Linked DNA regions of Gossypium hirsutum: regions 1 and 3 are each linked to region 2. A link is a contact called in public Hi-C data. All regions are on one chromosome and are shown on one strand. The core of a region is the stretch at or near the end of the contact, and the rest is flanking DNA. Distances in the headings are between cores, read along the strand shown.

What was found. A called contact is a pair of places that touch in the nucleus more often than the background predicts.
Region 1: a contact with region 2 is called in a Hi-C map of hypocotyl, with 5 times the contacts expected there. The contact joins the promoter of LOC107887261 here to the promoter of LOC107887423 in region 2. A contact is called at or near these places in 16 of 34 Hi-C or Micro-C datasets (anther, callus, fibers and 4 more).
Region 3: a contact with region 2 is called in a Hi-C map of leaf, with 4 times the contacts expected there. The contact joins the promoter of LOC107887374 here to the promoter of LOC107887423 in region 2. A contact is called at or near these places in 13 of 34 Hi-C or Micro-C datasets (callus, hypocotyl, leaf and 2 more).

Annotation. Positions count from the first base shown.
Region 1 is chrA03:67,017,761-67,022,474 of Gossypium_hirsutum_v2.1, reverse strand. LOC107887261 (expansin-A15) reads left to right here and starts at 2,069. Exons shown (of 4, transcript XM_016811452.2): 1 at 2,069-2,223; 2 at 2,357-2,487; 3 at 2,575-2,887; 4 at 3,279-4,115. The coding sequence starts at 2,222. The coding sequence ends at 3,585. LOC107887260 (agamous-like MADS-box protein AGL30) reads right to left here. Exons shown (of 12, transcript XM_016811451.2): 12 at 4,662-4,714.
Region 2 is chrA03:66,488,391-66,492,900 of Gossypium_hirsutum_v2.1, reverse strand. It overlaps LOC107887423, which reads left to right and starts at 3,252. Exons shown (of 3, transcript NM_001326742.1): 1 at 3,252-3,717; 2 at 3,876-4,403. The coding sequence starts at 3,252.
Region 3 is chrA03:67,148,446-67,152,952 of Gossypium_hirsutum_v2.1, reverse strand. It overlaps LOC107887374 (NAC transcription factor 29-like), which reads left to right and starts at 2,676. Exons shown (of 3, transcript NM_001326739.1): 1 at 2,676-2,841; 2 at 2,951-3,231; 3 at 3,331-3,744. The coding sequence starts at 2,676. The coding sequence ends at 3,744.

The sequences.
Region 1 (4,714 bases), core at 820-3,319, 530 kb before region 2:
AGTATATGGAGTTTATATTTTCAAGTATTTTTCACACAATTGATTTATCTGTTCCCTTCATTGAGGGGAAAACATGGAATGAATTGACTTACACCTCACTTCTTCCTCAAACACCTTTGGTACCACTTATTTTCATAAAATGATAAGAATCTTTTCAGATTACAACTTCCAGAGGTCTATGTCACCTTCTTGACAATCAGGTTTTTAGGAATCTTTTTACCCATCATGCAGAAGTTTTAGACAAAATCTTGTTCGTGGTTGCTGCTAGATGCATGATACTGCCTCATTTCCTCTGTGGTGGTTCTTCGCTCTCCCCCTTCTTAGTATTTTTGGTTGTTGAGTCTTGGAGGCAGTTGTATTCAGTAATGGCTGGCTTGCTTTAATGCATTGCTTCTGTATATCTTTGTAGAAAACGAATCTGTATCTATTTTTAACACAAATTTGATTAGTTCATGCCAATGGATTTGTAAAGTTAAATTAGTTATTGGCGTTAGAAATTTACTCTTATGCCTGGAAGGAGATCTGGCTTATAGATCAACTACTGGAGTTAATTATGGAAATTTGTTTGATTTGGTTTCTTATAAAATTGTTACCCTGTTCTATTTATGTTGGAGTAGCTGAAATCTGATGTTGCATTTGTCATTAACAAATAGCAATCCAGAAAGAGAGGAAAGTGATATCATCCCCTCCACTTTTTCCTTAGAATTGCGTACTTCAAACTTTTTAAATTGTATAAATTCATATAAGAAAATTTGTTATGATGTTGTAAAACTATATAACATATGAATTATGATGTAGAATTTTATTTTCATCTAACCTTTTCTTAATATAAGTTAATTATGTTTATGCAGAATATAATTCTCAAGTTATTTTTTGATTTTAGTAAATTCATATAAGAACATTTTATTATTAAATTATATTTAATATTAATTATTTTAAATTGTATAAATTCATATAAGAAAATTTATTATCACGAATTTTATGAAATTATATATTATTATTAAATTATATTTAATAATAATTATTTTAAATTATACAAATTCATATAAGAAAATTTATTAGTTATAATTATTTTAAATTTTATTAAATCATATATTTTAATTAAAATATTTTTAATATTAATTACTTCAAATTATATTTTATAGTATCATATATTATGATTTTAGTAAATTCATATAAGAATGTTGATTATTAAGAATTTTATTAAATTATATATTTTAATTAAAATATTTTTAATATTAATTAATTTAAATTATATTTTATAGTATCATATATTATGATTTTAGTAAATTCATATAAGAATTTTGATTATTAAGAATTTTATTAAATTATATATTTTAATTAAAATATATTTAATAATAATTATGTTAAATTATCTTTTATAGTATCATATATTATGATTTGAGTAAATTCATATAAGAATATTAATTTTTAAGAATTTTACTAAATTATATATTTTAATTATAATATATTTAATAATAATTATGTTAAATTATATTTTATAGTATCATATATTATGATTTGAGTAAATTCATATAAGATATTGATTATTAAGAATTTTATTAAATTATATATTTTAATTATAATATATTTAATAATTATTATGTTTAAATATAATTAAATGCTCTATTATTGATATTAATAATCTTATTAAAATTTAAATAACAATAACAATAATTATTTACCCAAACAAATTTATGCTAAGGGTATTCTAGTCATTTTAGTTTTTTCCATTATGCTATTATACCTCTATTCCATTCAACCAAACATAAGATTACTATTACGCCTCTATTCCATTACATTCAACCAAACAGTTGATTTGCTATTACACTTCTATTTCATTACATCTCTATTTCATTACACCTCTAATCCAATACACCTCTAATCCAATACAGCGAACCAAACGTGCTCTTAGATTTTGATTTTCAAGGCAATTTACTATTCAGAAATCTACAAAACCACGCGGTTTCAACTTTCAACTTTACCCTGCAGCAGCTCCCCATGTGCCTTTGTGTTTTTACCTATGAACTATTTTCTATTTGTGAATAAACAAATAGGGCTTGGTCCCCTTTGGTAGTTAGGTTTAGTTGTAACTTGCAACGGTGCCCATCCCCCAAAATTTCTATAAATCCCCCCTTCACCTTTTCCCCTTTTCCTCACTCAGCTGCCTTGCACTCATCTCCTACCTCTCTTTTTCACTCTTCCAATCTTCTTCCTCTTCATGTAATCTTCTTATCCATCTCATGTTAGTTTTAGTGCTTTTAAGAAGGAAAAAAAAGTGTTACCATTTTGAGTTTTTTTATTGTTTCTTACTCGCAAGTGCTTAAACAAACTTCACTCTGTTGTTTGTTCGCAGGAAAATGGCTTTTGCTAAGGTCTTTCTGTTGGGGTTTCTCGCGATGGTCTCTGGTGTTCAGGGATATAGTGGTGATTGGACTAATGCACATGCAACCTTTTATGGTGGGAGTGATGCTTCAGGAACAATGGGTATGCTTCAAATGAAGCCATCTTTTAGGCACAACGGTTTGGGTTGGATGGCTTATTTCACTAATTCTTAACTTGGGTCTTTTTTAGGTGGGGCTTGTGGTTATGGAAACCTGTATAGCCAGGGTTATGGGACAAATACTGCAGCTTTGAGCACTGCTTTGTTCAACAATGGGCTGAGTTGTGGATCTTGCTATGAGATTAAGTGTATGGATGATGGAAAGTGGTGCCTGCCTGGTTCCTTTGTGGTCACAGCCACCAATTTCTGCCCTCCAAACAATGCTCTCCCTAATAATGCAGGGGGCTGGTGCAACCCTCCTCTGCAACACTTTGACCTTTCTCAGCCTGTTTTCCAGCATATTGCTCAATACAGAGCTGGAATTGTGCCTGTTGCTTACAGAAGGTATGTTTTGCCTTTTGCTGCTTCCCTGTGAAATGGGCTTTCTAAAGAGGCCTATTTATTTCTCTAACCACTCAGTAATTTTCAAATTTAACTTGTCTAGTGTTCCAATTCTTTTAGTAATGTATGAAAAACCTTATTTTAAGGCAGTAAAAAGGTCAATTTATGAGCTTAACTATAAAAGGGTTGGAATTAATTGTTTTGGCTGCATATGAGGCCTGCTTTTCTCCCTATTAGAGTAATATTTAGGGTCAGTTTCTGTTTTGCAAGACAGACAAACGACACTTTTGGTCATTTCCACTGGTAAATACATTGCTTTTACTTTCTTTAATGGGTAGTAACCGCGCAGTAATATCACTTACTTTTATTAACCATTGGGTTTTTTACTTTGTAGGGTACCATGCAGAAGAAAGGGAGGAATCAGGTTCACCATTAATGGCCACTCCTACTTCAACCTAGTTCTTATCACCAACGTTGGCGGTGCTGGTGATGTACATGCGGTGGCCATCAAGGGCTCCAGGACTGGTTGGCAGCCCATGTCTAGGAACTGGGGCCAGAACTGGCAGAGCAACACCTACCTCAACGGACAAAGCCTCTCATTTAAGGTCACAACAAGCGACGGCCGTACTGTGGTTTCCAGCAATGTTGCCCCAGCTGGGTGGTCCTTTGGGCAGACCTTCACTGGCCGCCAATTCCGCTAGAGGAACACATTATTATCTTAGGCTTTTTAAGTTTTAATTAATAATTACTATATAAATATACCAGGCATCCAAAGTAGTATTTAACTAGCTTGACTTTTAGTATAGCTAGCATATTATATATCTATAGGGCCCTGTAGTGGGACTTTCGGGTCACTCAAAAATGTGAAGGGCTTATTTTAAAGTAGCCCATTTATCATTTTGGGTTTTTAGTTTTATTATGGGGTAGGTGTCCTAATTAAGTTACCTTTTTAAAAAAAAAAAAAAAGTATTAAGGGTCACTTTTCCTTCTGTTGTTTGTTAAAACAGGAGGAGATGGCAGAGGTGGGACTTTTACCACCCGCCAGCAGTGTTAACCTAGTAGGTCCTTTGGTTTTTTTTTCTCCTCCGTTTGGGATGTTGAGAAGCATTGTTTTTGCTTGTAAGCTCAATTCATCAGCTTTTGCTGGGTGATTATCTCCTTGGATTTTATCATATATGTATGAGTGTAATTTGTAAATTTTGCAATGCAAAACTATAACTTTGATTTATTATGATATGATTCCATGTTTATCATTTTTATTCTTTGGGCTGTTATAAAATTACCAAATGATTATTATCCTAAAAAACCCAAGGAAAAGTCGGGAGATTTTATCATTTCAGAACCTTCCTCTTTGGTTTTCCTTACATGGGAGCGGCAGCAAGTGTGAATGGGGATCAAAAACCAATTGAGAAGGTTTAAGGGAATTTTGTAGCCAACAGTAGACGCTGGCTGTTAATCAAAATTGGACCAACTCTGGAATTTAATAGGGGTCTTGGAATGAAAATGGGCGGTGCATGGAAAAACTCCTAGATCCTGAGTGTTGGAAGTAAGAAAAAACACAAATCCAAGGGCAAAGCAGGTCAATGCACTTTATTGCTCGTAATGCTATAATTTAGAGAGCTGGGATCCGAGGATTCTGCAGGTAACATGCAATATTCTGGTTTTCCAACGTATTTCGAAATCCAATTCCACCTTGTATTTTTTTTAATGGCCGAGTTGAAATTAGGTTGTTCTATCTATCAAATATTTAATTAATTTGGGCATAAATCCAGTTAGATATTGAATAAAATATCAATTATTTACTATAGTGAGGGTGATTTTTTTTTTGGT
Region 2 (4,510 bases), core at 2,003-4,502:
AAAACTGAGGGAGGAAAAAAAGAAAGGACAAAATAAGAAAATAGTGGACCATCCATTATCCATGTATGTATACATATATGGCAACATAAACCTAGTTTAGCATATAAAATTAATCAGTCTTTTCACCTTTTTTCTGGGTAAATGTTATGAACATTCCTTACATGGTAATATGCTCATGCTTTTGACTGGTTTAATTGAAGTAATGATAATTGAGTAGGGCAATGTATAAACTGTAGACCGTCTTTTCAAACTTCACTGAAGATTCTGCATTATATTAACCTTTTGATTTGAGAGTTAATTATTAAACCCTTTTTAAAAAGTTTCAAGCAGATATACTATAATATTAGAAATTTATGATGCATCATTTTACTGACACGGTGACATGTATGTAGGATTTTTTATTTATATACGTAATCTTATAAGTTTTAAAAAATTATGTAAATATTTAACTTAAAAGATTAATTATGAGAATAATCTGATTTTTTCAGTAGAGTTAAGTATCGTTATTTTTTTAGGTGATATCATCCTAAAAATTTAAAACAAAAATTTTTTTTTATTGCCTAACAAATTGATGACACTAAACTAAAATATGTAGAGATAAAACGTTTTAAAACTTGATGAAGTAATTAACCTTTTAGATTTACTAAAAAAATTGTTGCATGATAGTATAGCGGCACTTAATTAAATTTTTGGTCTATTTGCATATTTGGATTGTCTAATTTTAAAATTAAATTTAAATAGCTCTTAAAATATATAAAAGTTACAAAAAAAAAACCCTTTCCATTTTTTTATTTTTTAAAAACAATAAATTTGGATAACTATATAAAATTTTTATTTAAATTATCCAATATGTCCCTCAAAAAATTTCCTCAAGTTTTTCTAAAGTTAAACATTTTCAATTTTTAATTCCTCCTCTAGCATAATTGAATTTAGATAAGCTTGAGGAAATTTTTTGAGGGACGTATTGTGTAATTTAAATAAGCATTTTATATAATTTTTTAAGTTTATTGATTTAAAAAAATAATAAAAATAAGAAATGTATATTTTTGTTATTCTAATATCTTTTAAGGGCTATTTAAATTTAATTTAAAAATTGGACAAACATAACATGTAAACAGACTAAAAATTTAATTAAATGTCTTCATACTCTCACGGACTCTTTTTTTAGTGAATCTAAAAAGAATAATTACTTCATCATGTTATTAAATGTTTTGCCTCTATACGTGATCAATTTGTTAGGCGACACTCAAAAAATTATTTTTTTGAGGAGATTTTTAGGGCAGTGTGTATAAAAAAATGACACACCCAATTCTACTGTAAAAATCAATTTATTCTCATAATTAATATTAAAGTTAGAATATTTTTATAATTTTTTAAACTAAGTTCATATTCCTAAAAGCACATGTACCTTCATTTATCAGGAATGCAAGTATTGTTCTATACGTGGGTTTTAGTGATCTTAGAGAAAGTTAGAAACTTGAATCTCATCAGTTTCCATCTTAAAATTTCTTCCCCATTTTCTTTCATCATTCACTTGTGCTTTTTACTGTTCAGCCTTGTAGAAATATCAAAACAAGAATAGGGAAATTTGTTTTTCTAGATACAGGTTCCATAATATTACATGGACAAATAAATTTACTCAACATCATGTATATATGCAAAACCTTTTCAGCCATAACTAGTTGACGGAGCATGTATATTTTTGGGTAATAAAAAGACTGACGGCCATGAATCTTGATATTATGATATGCATAAACAAGTGTTAAGTGTTTGTTCCTAATAAAGAAGGGTAGATGAAAGGGAGAAGAAGAAGAAGAAGAACAGGTGGGGGAGTTGGAGATTAATAAGTCATTAAGATGGGCAATGCTTTGTTTGTACTGTTATAATTAGTTGGGAAAGGAAGAGACATGTATCTGGTAAAAAATTCTTGGTTGGGGGGTATGGTTGTTGGGTCAACTTCAGGTGGTTAACTGAAACCCAGATTTAACCCATTCCTCAAGTTAAATTTACTTTCTTTCCTTCTTCTTCTATTCATTGATGTTTGATAGGGGTAGGTTTTTTTGTAGCTTTAACTTTGGCAGGGGCCGCTTTGTCTCACGCTCTCTCAAAGAAAGGGTGTCTACACCTTACTTACACACACATCACATTATCAGGTCTATCTTGTTGATAAAGAGAGGGACAGACTAAGAATCCTAATGCCTACAAGACAGTGAAAGAGATTAAAAGAAAAAAAGAAAATAAAAAACTTTACTCAACACACGTGTGAGTGATGTTGGATTTATGAAAAAAAAGAAGTCACAAATAGAGTGCAAATTTTAATGGTGCGAATCATTAAACAAATGAAAATAAATTTAAATTATTAAATATGTTAATTCAATACTTGTTATTCACTCAATCAGTAATTCATTAATTTTTTACATTAAAAAAATGAGTTTTTGACCTTATATCTATTAAGTGTAACTATGATAGGAACTTGAATCAAGTTAGGATCTAAATTATCCAATAATTTATTTTTTCCTTTTCACTTTTTTTTTTAGTTTATGATGTGAAAAATTATATAATTTAAGTATGTTATAATAAAATACAAACTTAAAAAAGACTAACTTTGTTGGCTGTCAAAAAATTCAGCCCCTTAAAAAACTACTAACATGGGGCAAAGGCTTATAGATTTTCAAAAATAATTTCAAATGTTAAAAGGTTTTAAAATAAAAACAATATTTATATACAACTTTAAATTTTTATTTAATTTTCAAATAAGAGAAAAAAAAATGATCCCTTACCTAAAACTATTTAACCTATAATTGTATCAAGTTAAAAAATGAATGCTTCATGTTTACTTTTAAGATGAGAGCATGGATTCGCACCACGGCACCAAAACTAGTTAAACTAGGGGGGGAAGGGTCAGTCAGGGTGGTTAACTACTTCAAGCACTCCTTTTTTTAGTCCCTTTCTTAACCCCAGCCGTGTAGGTTTCCCTTACACACATGCCTTAATTGCTGTTTTTCCTGTTTCCATGTTTTAATCTTTTTGGCTTGACTTCACTTTTCCCAGTTCTCTCACTATTTGTCAAACTTGCTTCTCGTTTTCAGTCTATGCAATGCAAGCCATCCCTTCCCCTTTTTAGTATTCCCTTTTGTTTAATATTTATGTGCGCATGAAGATGACTTTGTAACAGTTGTATAACAGCATTTGTCAGATGAGGAAAATGAAGGCATGGGTAACAAGAGTGTGTTTTATATGCACCAGACAACATGAATAGGCTCAGCTGTCACTCTTCAGCTACTCCTTCTTCCTCTTCTTCATCCATGGGGATGGTTTATCCAGACATGGGTTGTCTTTCTCTTGCACCAAACTATGGTATTGTTGTTTCTTCCTCACGGGAAAATGAAAGAGCTTCTTCGGGTTTTCGTTTCATGGAAAACAGCAAAACAAGGAGCTTTGAGGAAAACCACTGCTCTGATGCTGTGGAGGGTAAGGGCTCTGATTACAGTGATGGGTTTGGAGATAATAATATGCCAATTAATCTCAATCCCAACTTAAATGAAGAGAACCCCAATGAGAATGCGGTAAGTGGCAAGGAAACAGACAGTGGACAGTCAAAGCTTTGTGCCAGAGGCCACTGGAGGCCTGCAGAAGATACTAAGCTGAAGGAACTTGTTGCTCTTTACGGCCCTCAGAACTGGAACCTTATTGCAGAGAAGTTGGAAGGAAGATCAGGTAAAATAGTGGCCAAAAACAGTGGAAAAAGAAAAAGTGTGTTATCTATCTTTGTTTCATTAAAACATTCTCTCTTTTAGTGACATTCTTAGTGTTAGAATCAATGTGCTTATAAGCCAAGGTTCATTTGTTCTGATTCTTGTCTCTCGGGTTTGAAGGTAAGAGCTGCAGGCTGAGATGGTTTAATCAGTTGGACCCTAGGATCAATAGAAGAGCTTTTACCGAAGAAGAAGAAGAGAGACTAATGCAAGCTCATAGACTTTACGGTAACAAGTGGGCAATGATAGCGAGGCTGTTCCCTGGAAGAACTGATAATGCAGTGAAGAACCATTGGCATGTGATCATGGCTAGGAAGTATAGAGAACAATCGAGTGCCTACAGGAGGCGGAAGCTGAGTCAATCTGTTTATAGAAAGATGGAAGAAACTCCGAACATTGTCTGCAGAGATGCAGGAACAAAGGCAGAACCAGCCCCCTACTGTCTCAATATTTCGGATAGACGACTAGGCATTATCTCCCACTATCAGTTTGGGATCTTCAACGGTGGTGATGCAGGTGGGGTTAATGGTGGGTCAAATGTTTCACCCCACATGACCAGTGAGAGAGAAGCAATCCTAAGCAGCGAGGCCCCTTATCGTAATGGGTTTTGTGCACAAGCACAACCGCCACCTTTTGATTTCTTCCCTGGTGTGTGATTCTCCTCTTAAGCTTCTTTTATGATACGTTTTGGTGTGTTTTGGTTTCTGTGCTGTTTGTCATTGTTTTCATTTTTGGAAACCTACCTCGAATTTCTT
Region 3 (4,507 bases), core at 1,427-3,926, 660 kb before region 2:
GATGCTTATGGGGTCAATTGACCCCACAAAAAATTAAAAAATAAATATTATTTGTAATATTTTTTACAATTTCTTATATATTTAATGTATTAATTCACATAAAAATTTAAAAAGGATCCCACAAAAAATTGAAAAAGGCCCACAATTTTTTAAAAAAAGAGTTATTTTATAAAATAAATGATTTAATATAAAAATAAACATCTCTCTCTGAGCTACTAAAACCCAACAATTTCTTTTATTTTCTTCCCATATTCATCACTTTTTTCTCTATTTTTTTATTCTCTTAGTCTCTAGAATTTTTACAAGATAATTTTTCAATCTTTCAATACTTTCATGTTGCTCTTCAAATTTGGTAACAACTCATCTTTTTCTTTTCATGTTTTATTGATTAATATCTAAAAAATTAATATTGTGACTTTCTTATGATAGATTAAATTTTTTATGCAAGATTTAGTTTTTTTTTATTATTTATTGAATGATTTTGAGATTATTTATTTTATATGAGACTCCTAACATCATGAATGTATAATAGTTTTTGGAAGATGATTAATACAAATCCTTAAAGAAATTAGGATTGATTAATACAAACCCTTGAAGTAGCGTTTGGAAACTAGGTTTTCAGAATTTAGATTTAAAAAATAATGTAAATTGACTAGCAAACTATTTAGAAATGTAACATTCATAATCATTTCTCATAAACATAGATTTGCTAGAGGTCTATTTATTAAGACAAATCCACGTTTTTATATTTTTCTAATATATATTGGATTAATTTTCAACTAATTTGACTATAATATATGCATCTTATTCTTACTATTTATATAATAATTAAAATCTAAATCCAAGTTCTCGAACGGAGCATAAAAAAATTAGGATTGATTAAAAAATTAGTATTTTTTATTTATTTAGAATGTATTGTTGCTATTATAATTATTGTAAATTTTGTATTTGAAAATCCGGTATGTTGTATTCTCATGACACTAAAAAGTATTTAAGTGATGTTTATTTTTATGAAAAAAATTACTAGTGATATGTTGACTTCATGAAAAATTTTATATATTGAAGGCTTAAATAAATTTGTTCTAAATGTTTAACATAAATAGAAAAATATTTTTAAAAAATCTACTAAAATTATGCATTAATTTATATAAATTTTTTTATTTGTTTAAAAGTTTTGACCTCCAATCTAAAATTCCTAGTTACTGAAGATAAGGGGAGAGGTAGATGACACACTTGGTCGTATGTTTTTCAAAGAATAATTTAGATAAGATGAAGATGTTGAATAATATAGTTAGTTGGTTGGATGTGTTTTAAAAATAAAAAATAAAAAGAATGGAGGAGGGTCTAATCCCCTAAGTAGCATGCTCAAAACACAGTGCTTGGGGGATCCAGCCCTCCCTGCTATTTTGAGAAATGATATAAAATGGGATATTCGTTAAAAGAAACCCTGAATTTTGAATATTCGTATTGCTAAATAAGGAATGATTCGGGCTTTTTAGAAAATGTTGTAATACTTGCGGTATCTTCTCCATACTTGCTATAAAACAAAATGTGGGATTTTTTTCTCATATTCTTCCATTTTTAATGAGTCGGGCTTTTTAGCAAAATGTTGTAATACTTGCGGTATCTTCTCCTACTTGTTGTAAAACAAAATGTCGGATTTTCTCTCATATTCTTCCATTTTTCTCTTTCACTGTTAGTGAGTAAAAATATCATGAGTGCTGGTTTGCTAGGAATTGAATCCTTTTTTATGTACAACTCAATCATGTCGAATAAATCGTAATAATTAAGGAATATACCTCAAAACTCTAAAAGTCTGTTTAATGAAGGTCAACTTGCCACGTGGTGTTTCTATCTTTGAAATTCTTACGTATAAAATAGAAATTGATAATTAGTATATATTTATATGTAAAGGATTAGCACGAAATAAGGGGTCATTTAGTGAGGTGGCTAAGATAAGAACCACAATCTTCTTCTTATTTTACTTGTTCCCATCCCTTGGTCTACCTTTCTTTCCTTTAAAAAATTTATACCATACTTATCCTACTCTACCACTTTTCCCACTACTACGTGTCGCTCTTTTAACTCCTTTCCATACCACCTTTGCATGACTCATTCCCCAATTGTTTTTATATTCACTCTCCTCACTCCACTATAAAATCAAATTAAATTAATCCATTTATTTAATAAATTAGTATACTATTATAAATAAATAAAAAACATTTTCTTTGCAGTTAAACATTTTAGAGTTTGCGTTAGTTATATAAAAAAAAAGTGATAAATTATTGGATATATACAAAGTGCAAGTATCTCATTGGATAATTATCCCAAAGGAAATACAAGACTTTTCGTTATTTGATTGGGTAAGGTAGAAAGAAGGCAGGCAGGCAGAAGAGCGCGTAATGAAGGAATTGTGTAGATAGAGCGGCACGTGTTGTCCACGTTCTCACCGGTTGTGGCAGTTGATCTTCTTACGATGTTTAAATTCCTTCAAAGTCAAGGCATCACCCAATCACACTCCATTTTCCCGCACAATAATACGACAAGAATACTGCAACCATAAAAGGCGTAGCCCTCTCCTTGCAAACATTTCAAACACCCTTCTTTTCCTATGCCCCTCTTCACCCTTAAACCATCTTTCTTTTCAAATCCCCTTTTTCTTCTTTTTGAATAGAATGGAAACAAAAACCAGCTCTGACCTTCCTCCAGGTTTCAGATTCCACCCTACAGATGAAGAATTGATCACCTTCTACCTTAAAAACCAGGCCAAATCAAAGCCATGCCCTGTTTCAATTATCCCAGAAGTTGATATCTACAAATTTGATCCATGGCAATTGCCTGGTTAGTCTATTTATAAATTTATTTTCCCTTATTTTATTATGCTATGCTGCTGAGTACTGACTATACTGTTTTTATTTTTTATTTTTTATTTCTGCATATGATGTTGAAGATAAAGCAGAGTTTGGTGAAAAGGAATGGTACTTCTTTAGCCCTCGAGATAGGAAGTACCCGAATGGGGTTCGACCGAATAGGGCGACGGTGTCAGGGTATTGGAAGGCTACGGGCACGGACAAAGCCATTTATAGTGGTTCCAAATATGTTGGAGTGAAGAAAGCTCTTGTGTTCTACAAGGGCAAGCCACCAAAGGGACTCAAGACTGACTGGATTATGCATGAATATCGGTTAAATGATTCACGTAAACAAATCACCAAGCAAAATGGATCCATGAGAGTAAGTTTGTCTTCTTTTTGGTCATTAATAATATTTCCAAGTATTGTTGTGATGATAGAAGTAAACTGAGTGGAAACAGGGCTTGTTTTACAATTTCAGCTGGATGATTGGGTCCTCTGCAGAATCTACAAGAAGAAGAACCCAGGGGGAAGAGGTTTGGATCAACAAGTGGAAGAATCAAATGCCCCAATTCACATGACACAGTGTTCCAATGATGCTAGTGAAACCCAACAAATGTTGAAATTCCCAAGGACAAATAGTTCGATTCCTCAACTACTGGAATTGGATTACATGGGTCCAATTTCCCAACTTTTGGGTGAAAATACATACAATTCCAGCTTTGACTATTTCCCTAACACCATAGACAGTAATACCACAGGTGACCATGTTGAGAAACTTCAGCTACAAGAAATACCTTACCAATACACTGATTCAGGGAAGCTTCAAGTGAATGAGAGTGGGTTCTTAAACCAGCAAGTATATATGAATCCCATGCTGTATCAATTTCAGTAATAGATCTCCACTGAACTGTTTTCACCTTGACAAAATTTTGGATTGGTCTATTCACAAGAAAAAAGAAATGTGTGTGTAAAAACTGTTAGCTGATAGATTAGATATTTTAAAATGATGAATTTTGTAATATGATTTGCTTGAAATTTGCAAAAAGACAAAAACGATGATGATCAAATTGAAAGCCAATTCTATTTTTATTAAATGGATATTGATTGATTATGATCAAAACAATAAACAGTCTTACAAATCAGATGATTATGGCTACATGTTTTATTTTTAATACAACCCATTCCTTTAACCTAACTCTGTTCGTACGAATCCCTGGGTTATTTGCTTTCTATTATAGACTGAAATAAGGCTTCACCAACAGAACAAACAAAACAAAAACAAGTGCAATTAAATTAATGTGGAAAGTATTATTATTTGGTACCCGGTTAAAGGAATTACAAATTCCATAATACTTATATAATACTTATTTAATGACAAGAGAATTATGTTGTAGGCATTAGAATCTGAGTTTGATCTAAAGTAACTTCATTCTTCTCCTCTAATTATAAAAAATAAATAAATAAATAAACAAATGGCCATATAAAATAAATAAATCTCATCGTTACTTGAAAATTTTTCTTCAAAGTTAAACATAAAATCTTAAATATATCATATTAATCCCTATTTGAACGTGTAGAATGTTGTTTACTATAATGTTTATCGTTTACAAAAATAGCAAGTTTATTTGGAATGTAAGCATAGATGACGCTAATGA